Regions from separate parts of the Gossypium hirsutum genome. Here region 2 is linked to region 1. The links are chromatin contacts, called in public Hi-C maps. All regions are on one chromosome and are shown on one strand. The core of a region is the stretch at or near the end of the contact, and the rest is flanking DNA. Distances in the headings are between cores, read along the strand shown.

What was found. A called contact is a pair of places that touch in the nucleus more often than the background predicts.
Region 2: a contact with region 1 is called in a Hi-C map of leaf, with 2.0 times the contacts expected there. The contact joins the promoter of LOC107917595 here to the promoter of LOC107917195 in region 1. A contact is called at or near these places in 2 of 34 Hi-C or Micro-C datasets (hypocotyl and leaf).

What each region holds. Positions count from the first base shown.
Region 1 is chrD01:8,090,048-8,096,687 of Gossypium_hirsutum_v2.1, reverse strand. It overlaps LOC107917195 (double-strand break repair protein MRE11), which reads left to right and starts at 3,909. Exons shown (of 22, transcript XM_041086933.1): 1 at 3,909-4,050; 2 at 4,117-4,252; 3 at 4,422-4,579; 4 at 4,829-4,919; 5 at 5,243-5,362; 6 at 5,445-5,513; 7 at 5,620-5,711; 8 at 5,881-5,983; 9 at 6,067-6,174; 10 at 6,268-6,330; 11 at 6,427-6,502; 12 at 6,634-6,640. The coding sequence starts at 4,034.
Region 2 is chrD01:8,274,194-8,280,569 of Gossypium_hirsutum_v2.1, reverse strand. It overlaps LOC107917595 (protein SPOROCYTELESS), which reads right to left and starts at 4,389. Exons shown (of 3, transcript XM_016846919.2): 1 at 3,687-4,389; 2 at 2,996-3,202; 3 at 2,531-2,915. The coding sequence starts at 4,229. The coding sequence ends at 2,691. TRNAS-AGA (transfer RNA serine (anticodon AGA)) reads left to right here and starts at 1,451; the gene lies at 1,451-1,532.

The DNA.
Region 1 (6,640 bases), core at 2,660-5,159:
TTGGAAATCAAGCACATTAGCTGCTAATTTATTGACCATGTTTTCCAAAGAGGTACCTAAATCTCGTGGCTGTTGTTTAAATCTGTTTGGGTGTGGCTGGTTATACCGTAGATTGGCCTCATAACTCAAGTTAGGATGGTCTTTCCATCCTGGGTTATAGGTATTAGCGTAGGGGTCATATCGCCTTTGTGGTGGCTTAGGAAAGTTCCCCACCGCATCTAAATGAGCCATAGTATCATCATACAAACTAAGACATGCATTAGTTGTATGTTCAAGTGTTACACAGATTTCACATAGTTGGGTTGGTCTTGCTTTGTCTGTAACAAGAGAATTCACAATATTAGTAAGTCTATCAACTTTATCTTTTAAGGTTGAATTACTTAGCGGGTAAACCCTTCTAGTGGATTTAGGATTGGCTCAGAACTGCTGCGTATTTGCAGCCATCGTGGAGATCAAGTCCCTTGCCTGTTGGAGAGTCATGTTAACCAACGCTCCTCCATTGGCGGCATCTACCATGTTCATTTCTATGGGCTCCAAGCTTTTATAGAAGTACTGGAGAAGAGACTATTCTGTGATCCCATGTTGTGGGCAACTTGCACACAACTTCTTAAATCGCTCCTAATAGTTGTAAAGAGACTCTACTTCTTTTTGCCTTATCCCAATGATCTCCAAGTTGTAATAGACCTAGGGGGTAGATAAAATAACCACTCCCTAGCATAGTTTGCTAAGGAAAAAAGGAAAGCATGCAATTTGATTTGATCTTCAGTTACACCCTGAGGTTTCATACTAAGAAAAACTATATGAAACTCTTTTAGATGTTTATAGGGATATTTGTTTTGCAACCCATGAAAAGTCAGCAGTAACTGGATTAATCCTGACTTTAGTTCAAAATCAGTATCTATAGTAGGATACGTAATGCATAACAGCGGTTGTTCTATAGGAGCTTTGGCCATTTACCAAATTGTTTGAGCTATAGGTTAATGTGCTAGATTCAGGTTTTCGTTAACCCTCGCGTTAAGCACTTCTTCTGGTGGATCGACTCCTACTCTTTCGTTTTCTAGTGTTTAAGTAGGGTTTTCGTTAACCCTAGACTCAACTTCGTCGTCTACTTCTATCTCTAGCGGTGGGTTACTTTGAGTCCTTACTTCTCTATTTCTGAATCAAATGCAAGAATTCTCGGAGCAGATCTGGTCATAAGAAAGAAAGAAACAAGATTAGTATGTTGCCAATCCCCAACAACGACGCCAAAATTTGGTGCGTCATTGAGAGCACCAAAAATATCTTATCCCTATAAAATAACGAAAAGAATAGTAAAAGGGAAGTAGAATCAAATTCTCAGGGACTGGATTTGCACAACCTTTTGTTCATCGAAATCTCAGGCACAATCGTGCCCAAGAAAAATGGCGTACTTGAAAAAAATAAAAATAAAAACAGAATTAAAAGTATAGATGAATTGAGATTGTGTAAATTGAAATCGAATTTGTAAAAATAAACAGAGTCGAGAAAAGAGATTCTTGGATTGAGAGATTCCAGCCTTCGGTTATCTCGATCCTCCTTTGGTTCAATCCTAGGCTTTTAGATGGTCCTTCTCATGACAGAATAAGCCAATTATAGTGGAAGAGGACGCCTACGATCATCAGCTCCACTTAGAATTTAGACTTACGATATAGGGGAACTTGACTCTAGCGAATTGTCACTTTTGTGGGATTGTCTTACACTAGATCATCACTTCTCAATGGCGAATGCCACACCACTTTGTCTATTGGGCTCGACAACCACTGACGCAATAAGCTAACGAACCGACTGTGCAACCTTCGCAAAACATACAAAGCGGCCGCCTTTGCACAAGATGAAAAGATCACTTTTGAAGGGATATGAACGGAAGCGCCAATCCTGTAGTGCAGAGAAATGATGAATACTCGTTGAGAAAGCTAAGTGCGGATTCTAAGCCTTATGAACCCTTTTTGGGGAATCTCGAAAACTTTTGGTTAGATGAGTTTAGTGGCTCATGCTTTTTGGAAAAAAGAAATAAGTTTAATAAAATGAAATTTTTTTGAAAAATAAAAAGAACAAAAAGCTAGAGCTTTTTAGAAGAGGAAGCTTTTACAGAAAAGATGAGTGCCAATTTGTATCACTCCATCCCCTATTTATAGTACTTAAAAAAATCTAGTTTGTTCCTACTTAAATTCTAAAAGATAAATAAAGATAAAAGTTGAAATTAAATCTAACTAATAATCTTAACAATAATCCTAATAAAATTCAAATTTAAATAGAGTCTTCTGTTTATAAATCTCTTCTTTGAATTTTTACCTTAAGTCTTTCGTACTTTGTACTTTCGACACCACTTTTTCTCTATTTCGCATGTTTTCCCATTTTGTCTTTAAATTCATTCTTTTTTCCTATAAATTTTCTTTTGCTTTCAATTTAATCCCTAACACATAAAAAAACCATAAATAGCTCAAATTAGTAGGATCATACCCAAACATGGTGTTAATGAACTTTATATATATATGTTTTTAATTTTAATTTTAATTTTTAAAGTTTTAAAGTTTTGAATTATTTGTTGACGTTAAAGATAAGAAAAATGATGTTACGTTAACATTAATTGTACATGGACTACCATGTGAGTTGCCAAGCCAACAATGTTAAAAATTAATGTTTTAGTCATCATTTCCATTAAAATAATGAATTTGACTCTTTTTCTGAAAGGTTAATGACTAAATTTAACTAAAAATTTAATAAAAGCCAAATTGATAGAAAATGTAAACGTTTAGGGATAAATTCATCATTATACCCTTATTATAAATAAATTCAATTTTCTTATAATATGGTTTTACAACGCATTTAGATATTTTCATAATTATCCATATGCTTAATATTAACATTAATTTTGAACTTTGTAGGTATTGATCTTCATCAATCTAAGTATTCCCTCTGTGAATCATACTGCGCACATGACTCTCCGTGAAGGTCGGAGGATAAAACCCCGACACAGTGACAATACATTTGATTGTTGAGGGCAACATTGATTGCTTGTCGAACGAGACTTCGAAGACTTATCTGAAATAGTTGACCTCACTCAACAGAAATAATGAATTTTCAAAAATTAAAGCTTATTATTATTAAACAAAATAATTATATTCAATGATTAATTTTTACTAATATATCAAATAGTTTTATAATATAAATTCAGTGCTTAATTTTTTAGTTCATCAAACACATTTTAAATTTTAGGATAAACTACATTAGTAATTACCTAACTATGTTTTTATTTTGTCACTCAACTATAAAAAAGTTATAAAAATTATCACCCAACTATTCAATTTTGTATTTTTTTATCAGTAGCAAGTTAATCGGTTAAAGTATAAAATAAAGCGGTTAGTTTTTACATTTTTTTAACTAAACCAAGTAATTGTCAGACCATTATTTTGTCAAAAAAATATTATGTTTGTATTTTTTTGTCAAAATACCTAAAATTATCAATAACCCCTTCCTACCCATAGATCAAAAGATAATGCGTTTCAACGCACTCAAACCTATATCCTCCTGTATTGACAACAATGTCTACACCAATTGAACTAAAACTCAAAAAAAAAATATAGAAACTTATTTAGATTTTCAATGCCAATTACCAAAGAAAGACTTTATAAGGTAATAACATGGGCTGTAGAAAGTTCCCAACTTCGAGCTTAAATAATGGACCAAGACGATCGAAACCCATTTGAATCAAAATGGACCAAACTTAACTGGATAATACAAACCCGACCCGTTTAATCTCTCCAAAATTTAGCCTTATTTTCTCCCTCCCCTTTGAAATTCCCCGCCGTTTCTTCCACTTTTCTCAACTTCACAAGAGTCGAAACTTATTTGGTAGCTAATATATCTCTCATTTTCTTAATTCATTTTTGTTTGATTTACTTGCTGCAGATTATAGTGCTTCAGGTATTATATTATAGAAAAATACTTTACAGTTTCTTGACATTATTTTTCCATCTGTTTTTCAGGTTTTCAATTTAGAGCGAAATCTATTACTATGAACGATTCTAGAAGGTAAAATTTATCCATTTTATTTTATTTTAGTTTGGATATGATGTAATAAAGAAAAGAAATTTTCAGACAGGATGTTAGCAACACGCTTCGAATACTTGTAGCGACGGATTGTCATTTAGATTATATGGAGAAAGACGAAATACGACGGCATGATTCTTTTCAAGCATTTGATGAAATATGTTCAATAGCAGAGGAAAAACAGGTGATTCTTTTTTTTTTCTTTGAAATCTCCACATTGTTATATTCCAAGGAATTTTTTATATTCGATATGATTTTCACCTGAAAAAAAGACCTCGGAATTTCTGTGTTAATTTATAGTGAACTTCATGTTTTTGTAGTGTTAGTATGCACTGATTTGTATTTGGTATCAGGTGGACATTTTACTCCTTGGTGGAGATCTTTTCCATAAAAATAAGCCGTCGAGGTCAACTTTAGTTAAGGCCATTGAGATTCTTCGTCGGCATTGCCTTAATGATCAACCGGTCCAGTTCCAAGTTGTTAGCGACCAGACTGTGAATTTTCCAAATACGTAATGGTTTTCACTCTTTCTCAGTGTTATGTGTTGCTGATTTAATGTCCGAATTGTATTTTCCTTCATTCTTTTTGTCTCAGCTTGATTAATGTAGTTAATGTAATTAAACTAAGTTTATAACTTATATTCTGGATGTATATGTGCTCCAATTGTTAATATGCAAATATGCTCTTTCTATTTGTTGCTTGACAAGTTTCAAAGATTATGATCACATTTAGCTTGTTACTACCATTTCTCTCTTTACAGATTTGGGCATGTGAATTATGAAGATCCTCACTTCAATGTTGGTTTGCCAGTGTTTAGTATTCATGGGAACCATGACGATCCAGCTGGAGTGGTATGGAACTTATGGAAACATGCTCCCCCCTCCCCTTTTTCTTATGTTTTTTTTTTCATTTTAGAGATAAATCATGGTTGCTCAATATTTTTTGTTCCAATTTTGGGGTCCCATCCTAAGTTAGTGTTATAAAGTCCCATTCATCACCATTCACCAATGGCATGCCTATCTGTATATGCGGGACTGAATAATTGTAGAGAAAACTTTTCAGCTGTTTACTCCCTTTCTTGATTTGTTAGATAATCATGCTTTATAGAGTGCACAAGTCCACTGTTCTTAATATTTCTATGAGCATTCCGTTCTCAACTGTTTATTGGTGACAGGACAACCTTTCTGCTATTGATATTCTTTCAGTATGTAACATTGTCAACTATTTTGGGAAAATGGTTCCTGCGGGTTCGGGTGTTGGCCAGATTACTCTCTACCCTATTCTTATCAGGAAGGTCTGCTAGTGATTTCGTTAACATGAATTAGAAGGGTAATTGCACATTTGTTGGGAAACTTAGGTCTCTTTTTGAATTGAAGGGTTCAACTGCTGTAGCCCTTTATGGTCTTGGGAATATTAGAGATGAGCGGCTCAATAGAATGTTTCAGGTGCCTTTATAAGTTTAGATTGAACTTTTATTACTGCTCATTAGTTTCTGACTTCCCGGATATTCATTTAAAATATCTGTTATGTGGTTTATATTTGGTTTCTCAGACACCTCAAGCTGTGCAATGGACGCGACCTGAACCTCAAGAAGGATGCGAAGTGTCTGATTGGTTCACCATTCTGGTACTTCATCAGAACAGGTTGTGTGTGGATGTTGCATGTCCTTATTAGTGTGTATCATGCTCAAAGTGTTCTGCTTCGTGATTGAGTTATTTCATACATGACCTAAACTAAAAGTGGAAAAAGAAGACATTATAGTGCAAAACTACATGTGTACATATTAAAACCTTCAACTCACGTGGCCTGCAGAGTGAAAATGAACGCTAAAAATGCAATAAATGAGCGCTTCTTACCACGCTTCCTTGATTTCATAGTTTGGGGACACGAACATGAATGTCTTATTGACCCTCAGGTGGATTTGTAAAATCTTTCCAATGTATTATTTTTTATCCCTTTGAGGATGTAAAAGATTGAAGGTCGATTTTAACTTCATAGGAAGTGCCAGGGATGGGATTTCACATTACTCAGCCAGGTTCCTCAGTTGCAACATCACTGATTGATGGAGAATCAAAGCCAAAGCATGTGCTTCTTTTAGAAATTAAGGTTCTACACCTGAAAGATTGGATTTGTCATTTAATCAAGCAGTATTGGTTTCTTATATATATTTTCACACCATGGTTTGTTGCTATTGTTTAGGGCAATCAATATCGTCCAACCAAAATACCTTTGACAGCAGTGAGACCTTTTGCATATATAGAGGTAAAGCAGTATCATTGTTAAATACTTTTGAAACTATTTATATAAGGCAATAAATTGAGAAGAATTCTTTTGTCTTATTCAATGTTCATGATTTAGGTTGTGTTGAAGGATGAACCTGACATTGATCCCAATGATCAAAATTCAATTCTTGAACATTTGGACAAAGTGGCAAGTCTCTTTCTTGCATGAGATAATTTTAGACTTTATCTAATAGAGAAGTCTAACGATTAAATCTTTTAAGCATTTATGGTGAGAACAAAATCCTTTATTGCCTTTATCGTAATAATTAAAATTCCGTTTTAGGTCAGTG
Region 2 (6,376 bases), core at 3,140-5,639, 180 kb before region 1:
TTAACAAATAGAAAACATAGAAAATTTATGTTAAAAGAGAAGGAAAAGGGAGGCAAACAAAGGGAGAAACAGAAGATAATGGAAAAAAGAAAGAAAGAAAGTTAAAAGAACATAAAAGAAAAAAATTAAATTGCTCAAAACGAAAAAAATATGGGAACCAATTGTATAATTTAACCTAAAATTTTTGTTTGAAATGATGATTTAACGTGTCATGTCAGCTTATCGTTACACCGTTAACGACAATTAATGGCTCAGTGACTAAAATGTTATAATACGTTAACGTAAATGACTAAAATGTAATATTTCAAACATAAATGACTAAAAATATAATATGAGGTGAACAAAATAGACTATTTTGATAGTTTATCCTAAATTTACATTAAAAAATAATATCTAAATTTTGGGAATCAAAGAGATTTCTTAGTTATCATATGAAATATCATTCATTAAAAAAATTGGATATATCTCAAAATTACATATGATTTTTGGTTCAATATGTAATGTTATACATGAATTTTGATTTTGTATAATTTTATACAATGACATTTTTGTTTGATTCAATTTTCATAAACTACTAGCATCATCATTAATACAATATCATTTTGTGTTTACATGTTACATACACAAATATTTATACTTATATAAAATGAAAATAAATTGATGTGCTCATTTCTGTAAATGTGTACAATTGAATCAAAATCTAAGTTTTATATGTACAATTGAACTAAAATCAAAGTTTAATGTGAATAACTACACAAAATCAATGCTTGTATATCAAATTACACATTGGGTCAAAATTCATGTATAATTTTGATATTTATCCCTTAAAAAAAGTGACCTTCGTTTCCCAAGGAAAACGTAGGTTGAATTCTGCTATTAGTCCTTTTATTTTGTGAAAGTTGTGGATTTAGTCCATGTACTTTAATTTGGTCATTTTTAGTCCCTGTACTTTTTTAATTTTAAAATTTCAATTCTCACCAAGCGGTAACTGTTAAATTCATTCAATTAAATTATGATGTTTCCAAAATTTGATGCGACAAAACATATCATATGTGTAAGGCCATATTAGCTTGTTATTTCCACATATTACTCACTAAAATTTTAATTAATGAATTGACGACTACCATTTGTTTCAATATTAAAATTTTAAAATTTGAAAAGTATATGTACTTAAAATGATCTAGTCGGAGACTATAGGTTAAATCTACAAATGTATGCATGGTACATGGTTAACAATTGAATTTAACAAAACGGATTTAATTGCTACTATTTGAGTCATGATTGAAATTTCATAATTTGAAAAGTACAATGAGTAAATTTGACCAATTTGAAAAGTAGAGGACTAAAATTGATCTAATTAAAGTACAAGGACTAATAGCAGAATTTAACCAAAAATATAACACTCTAAAAATGATTAAGAGAAACATTCTCCTCCAAGCACATCATACTCGTGGACGTGCCGGAGTGGTTATCGGGCATGACTAGAAATCATGTGGGCTCTGCCCGCGCAGGTTCGAATCCTGCCGTCCACGTTTTAACTTTCTTACCTTTTGGTGGCAATTTCCTTCAATTTTCTTTTCCTTCAAAATTTTCCTAGAAAACAAACACAAATTTTCTCAACCATGAAGAATTAATGATATTGTTGTTTTCTTAAACCAAAACAATTGAGAAAACCCATCAAAAAGTAAGTTATTATTAGCCCCCCCAACACCAAAAAAAAAAGCTTCCAATGCTCAGCTTTGCTACTATCAGAGACTACCAGTCCCACGTCCCTCATCTTCATATTAAAAAATATAATTTACCATCTTCCTTTTTTAACTTAAAAAAACATTATTTGTGTTCAAGTTCATATTGTAACTTTTATACCTGCACTAATCAGTTACAGGCTTACAGCAGTAGGTAGCAGCCAGTTTCTGATGATCCTCCAGTTAATGTTTTTGCTTTAATTTTGCTGGAAACAGTGACAGTTTATATATATATATTATACTCTTTGCTTACACCTTTTTCAAAGCAACCCCTAAAAAAGGTGTACTTAATTAGCTCACTCCCATAAACAGAAAGCTAGAGATGCCCTCCTTGTGTTTCACCACATTAAATTTTTAAAAAAATGAAGTAAAATTCTAAAAGAGAGATAGAGACAGTTGCTAGGGTTTTGAGCCAATTCTTTCCACCCTATATTTATATATCCCAGACCTTGGTGTATATATATATAATCTGAAGACAAGTAAAACTCAGTTTTTTTTTCGAAGTTAAAAGTACAATATATCTAGGATTGTGAAATGACAGCCAGGGTTAATGGTTTTTATCACTGATGAACCATATTTGGGTGCTTCCATATGCAATACACAATACCAGTCTCTACAATCTACACATCTTCTTCTATATGTATTTGGCAATGGCAATGGCAATGGCAATGTGAATTTAGACTAGACAGAAACTTTGAACTTGGTTAATTTCTTCACTATTTTGCTGTATCTGTCAAGATTGTACACTTTTTTTAATCATAAGAAATATGTGGGTATCTACAACATTTCAAATAAAAAGTGGTGACCATATATATTTTTAATTAAGTGTAACAACAAAAGAGGAACTTTAAAAGCTGTATTTTGGAATTTGGTTTTTTTTAAAAAAGCATTAATTACACCTCCAAAATCAATGTAACAGTAAAACCAAGATTTTCCTGTATGCTTCTAATATGAAAGCTTGAGTGACAGATCAACACAATTAGGAGCATTATTAGCATAAGAAGCTTCACCACCTACTGTAATTGCTGATGAAGAAGCTTCTTCAGGAAATTCCCATTCCTTGGAAGCTGTGTTTCTGCCATTTTTCCCTGGGAAAAATTCATACTCCATCACATAACTTCCAGTGCCAAATGAATTTCCTTTCCTGTGAATCGCCACAACATCCACTGTCTACAACAACACAAAGAACCCCATAAGAAGAACGGTATTTTATTTTAAAAAAACCCAATTTGATTGGTCATCATCATCACCTCATTGATGTTCATTTGGCCTGCTGCTGCATATGCATAAGCACTCCTTGCAGCTCTAGCACTGAATCCCTTCATCATCTCTTCATTTGTGTTTTGATTGTTTTCCAGGTTCCATCCATGAAAGTCAGTTCCTTTGTTTGGAAAAGCTTGTCCAAATTGGTTGAATAAACCTCCATTAAACTTCCCGTTCTCCATATTGCAACGCTTCTTCTACAACATGTATTCAAGTGATCAATAAGATGGCAAAGAAGTCATATATAAAAGAAAGAACTTGAGACAGATACTGACTAGCTTTTGGGTTCATTTTGAGTGATTTTTAGATACAATCCCAAGAAACATAAGACTAATGATCTCCTAATTGTAGCTCTCTCTTTTTTTCTGTGTTGCTATATTTTTCTAGCAAGCCAAACAGGAGGAATCAAGAAATCCTTTCCAACTTATAACTCCTTTTTCCCCCATTTTTTTCTCAGGAATCAGACATAAACATTTAGAAATAAATATCAGAATCAACAATATTACGACCTGTTCAACTATATCATCTTTTTACTTCACATTTCCTACATTTTGTTAGAAACAAAAACAAAACATCACCAAAAACCAAAAGCACAATACTTAAAACAAGCAAACAAAACCCAAAGCACAAAACTTGCAAATTAAGAAGCTTTGAAAAAAAAAGGGGTAAAAGCTAGACCTTAAAGCAAAGATCACAATGCTCAGGCTTGCAATGCTGGAACTTTGGCATTGAAGAGAGCTCTTTAGAAGCCTCCACAACACTAGCAGCAGCACAACCAACCTGAACATTACCAGGATTTCCAACCAAAACCTGACTATTAAACCCACCAAACCCTCCATTACCAACAACTCTTTGCATCATCAAACCATCTGTGTCAGCCCCCCAACCCCATAACCCCCCACTTCCACCATTGATCATCATGGGGGGAACACCATAGTTTGCTACACCATGCAGGACAGGCACATTACTAGCTCCCATAGCTTCACAACCGAACTGGTTTATTGTCGTTGTGGTCCTTGTTTCACTCATTTTCCTCAAACGTTCAAGTTGGGCCACTCCCATACCTCTTTGAGGCTGTTTCTTTTGGTATGGACCTTTCCCACTTGATTTCCTTCCTTTGTTGCTCTTCACAAACTCCATGGCAGGTTTAGCTTCATCTTCCATGGGTTTTGTTGTTGGGTTATCAGTGTTTGGAGTCAAGAGTGTAAGTGAAGTAGCCATTAAAAAAAGAAGGGTTTTGATATGTTTTTAGCTTAAATCAAAAAGAGAGAGAAAGAGAGTTTTTCTTTTCTTTTCTTTCCCTGTCTTTGGCTTTTGCTTGATGATCAAAAGAACGGGGATTTTATAGACAGAGGGTTCTGAAAGATTTGGATTTTCCTTAGACATCAATTTATTGCAATTAAAAATAAAGTTTTCATTAAAAAAACAGATAACAAGGTACATGTTCTTGTATTTTTTCCCCAGGTTTTTATTTTGTTTTTATCAATTCTAAAATCTTCACCACATAATATATTAAAAATTAATTTAGAATATAATAAATACATAAAATTTGAAAAAAAAATCATTGATTTTTCATAAATTTCTTTGTTGATCCATAACTTTTTTTATTAAAAAAAGGACAAAAAGAATTCATCCCTGGAATCAGTAAAACCAGCCTGAGGAATAGCAAATTCCAGCCAAAGAACACCAATCCCTATGCAAAACCAAAATCCAAAAGCAAATCCATCTAAACGCGCGTGTAGTACAAAAGCGTGTCCTGTAATGGAGTATTGAAACACGCGCATAAGAGAGAGTGAGCATGGAGTTCAATAATATAGTACCTAGAGACACGTGTCATGCACTGAGGGCAACTGATTATACCGGGGACATGATCTGAAACACAAAGGACATTACAACTCCGTTTAAGTAGTTGGGGAGTGTCAGTTTAGACAAAAGTAGCATACAAACATTAGGGCTTTTCATTTTCATGCAAAAAATATATTTAATTTCTTTCCCCTTTCCCCCCCAATTTTCTTCTAAATAATTTATGATTTTTTAAAATATAATATAACCTGAAATTTAAATGCTATAAAAACAAAATCATTTAAAAATTTTCTTGATCTAAAATGATATGACAATGATTTAATGGTCAGGATATTGGAAAAAAAAAGGGAAAATTTTGAAGTGTCAAAAGCCATTAGGGTTCTCAAACAACATTGTGGGGGTACAATGGTTTTACATTACAAATTGATTTATGTAATGGGCATGATATTGTGATAGTAGGGAAAGATTTGGGTAGACTCAAACAAGGATTTGTGAAATTATTTTGTATTTATGTATTTTTTAAGTCGTATTTAATATTTATTAGATTATGACATATTCATGATATAGGTTAAAAAATTATATAAAAATATACTTATAAAAAAATTATGTAAAATTTAAATGAAATATTAGTTAAAATGGTAAATTTAAGTGTTTTGTGTTCAAATCTCAGTATGTGTTCCGATTTGGTTTAAAATTATCCATAGTCCCTCTCTAATCCATAAATAGAAGGGTAATACGTTTCAACACACTCGAACCTACGTCATCTTGCATTGACAAAAATAATCATACCAATCGAGTTAAGATTCAATTCACATTTTTATATTATTTTCTTGATTCAAATACGGAAAAAAGCATATGCGATTGATGAAACTTTTGTGGATACTCAAAAATAATAAATCTAAATGTCTCGAGATACATGTAATATTAATCAAGGATGGTAAGTAAAAGGTGTAAGGGCAATCATAGAGTAAGATTTGGTCATGACAATGTGAATCTGCCTAGCTATGTTGTAGGGTTGCAATGATGGCCTAATTCTATCATATTTGGAAAGCTTATTCCATGTGGTAGTTTATGGTTGCCCAATTTGTTGTTTGAACACAATAATAAAAATATTTGTACTAGGATATGCCATTAATGTTTCAATTATTTCTCTCCTTAGTTTTTATTAATTATTAAATTATGTTGTCTTCATTTAATTGGATCCAATTTCCAAATATCTAATTAAATTGAGAATCCTTTTCTTGTTGGATACTAAAAATATCTTTATTCTATGTGTTCATTTCATAGATTCAATTAAAAATAAACAGTCCACCTATAATTAATTTTTATTACAATTTTTAGTTATCCCATCGCAATAAAATAATAATAATAATGTAAATATCAACAATTTGTTAGTAGGGTTTCTTATAATAGTTTGATGGATTTCAATTAGATGCTTCTTTTACTTTACAAAAATTAAACCCTTTACTTTAGTTTATCAGAATTTGATTCTCGTATTTTATGAAGATTGAAAAATTAATCTAATTGGATAACACTGTTAAACCTTCCCATTACATATTTGACCT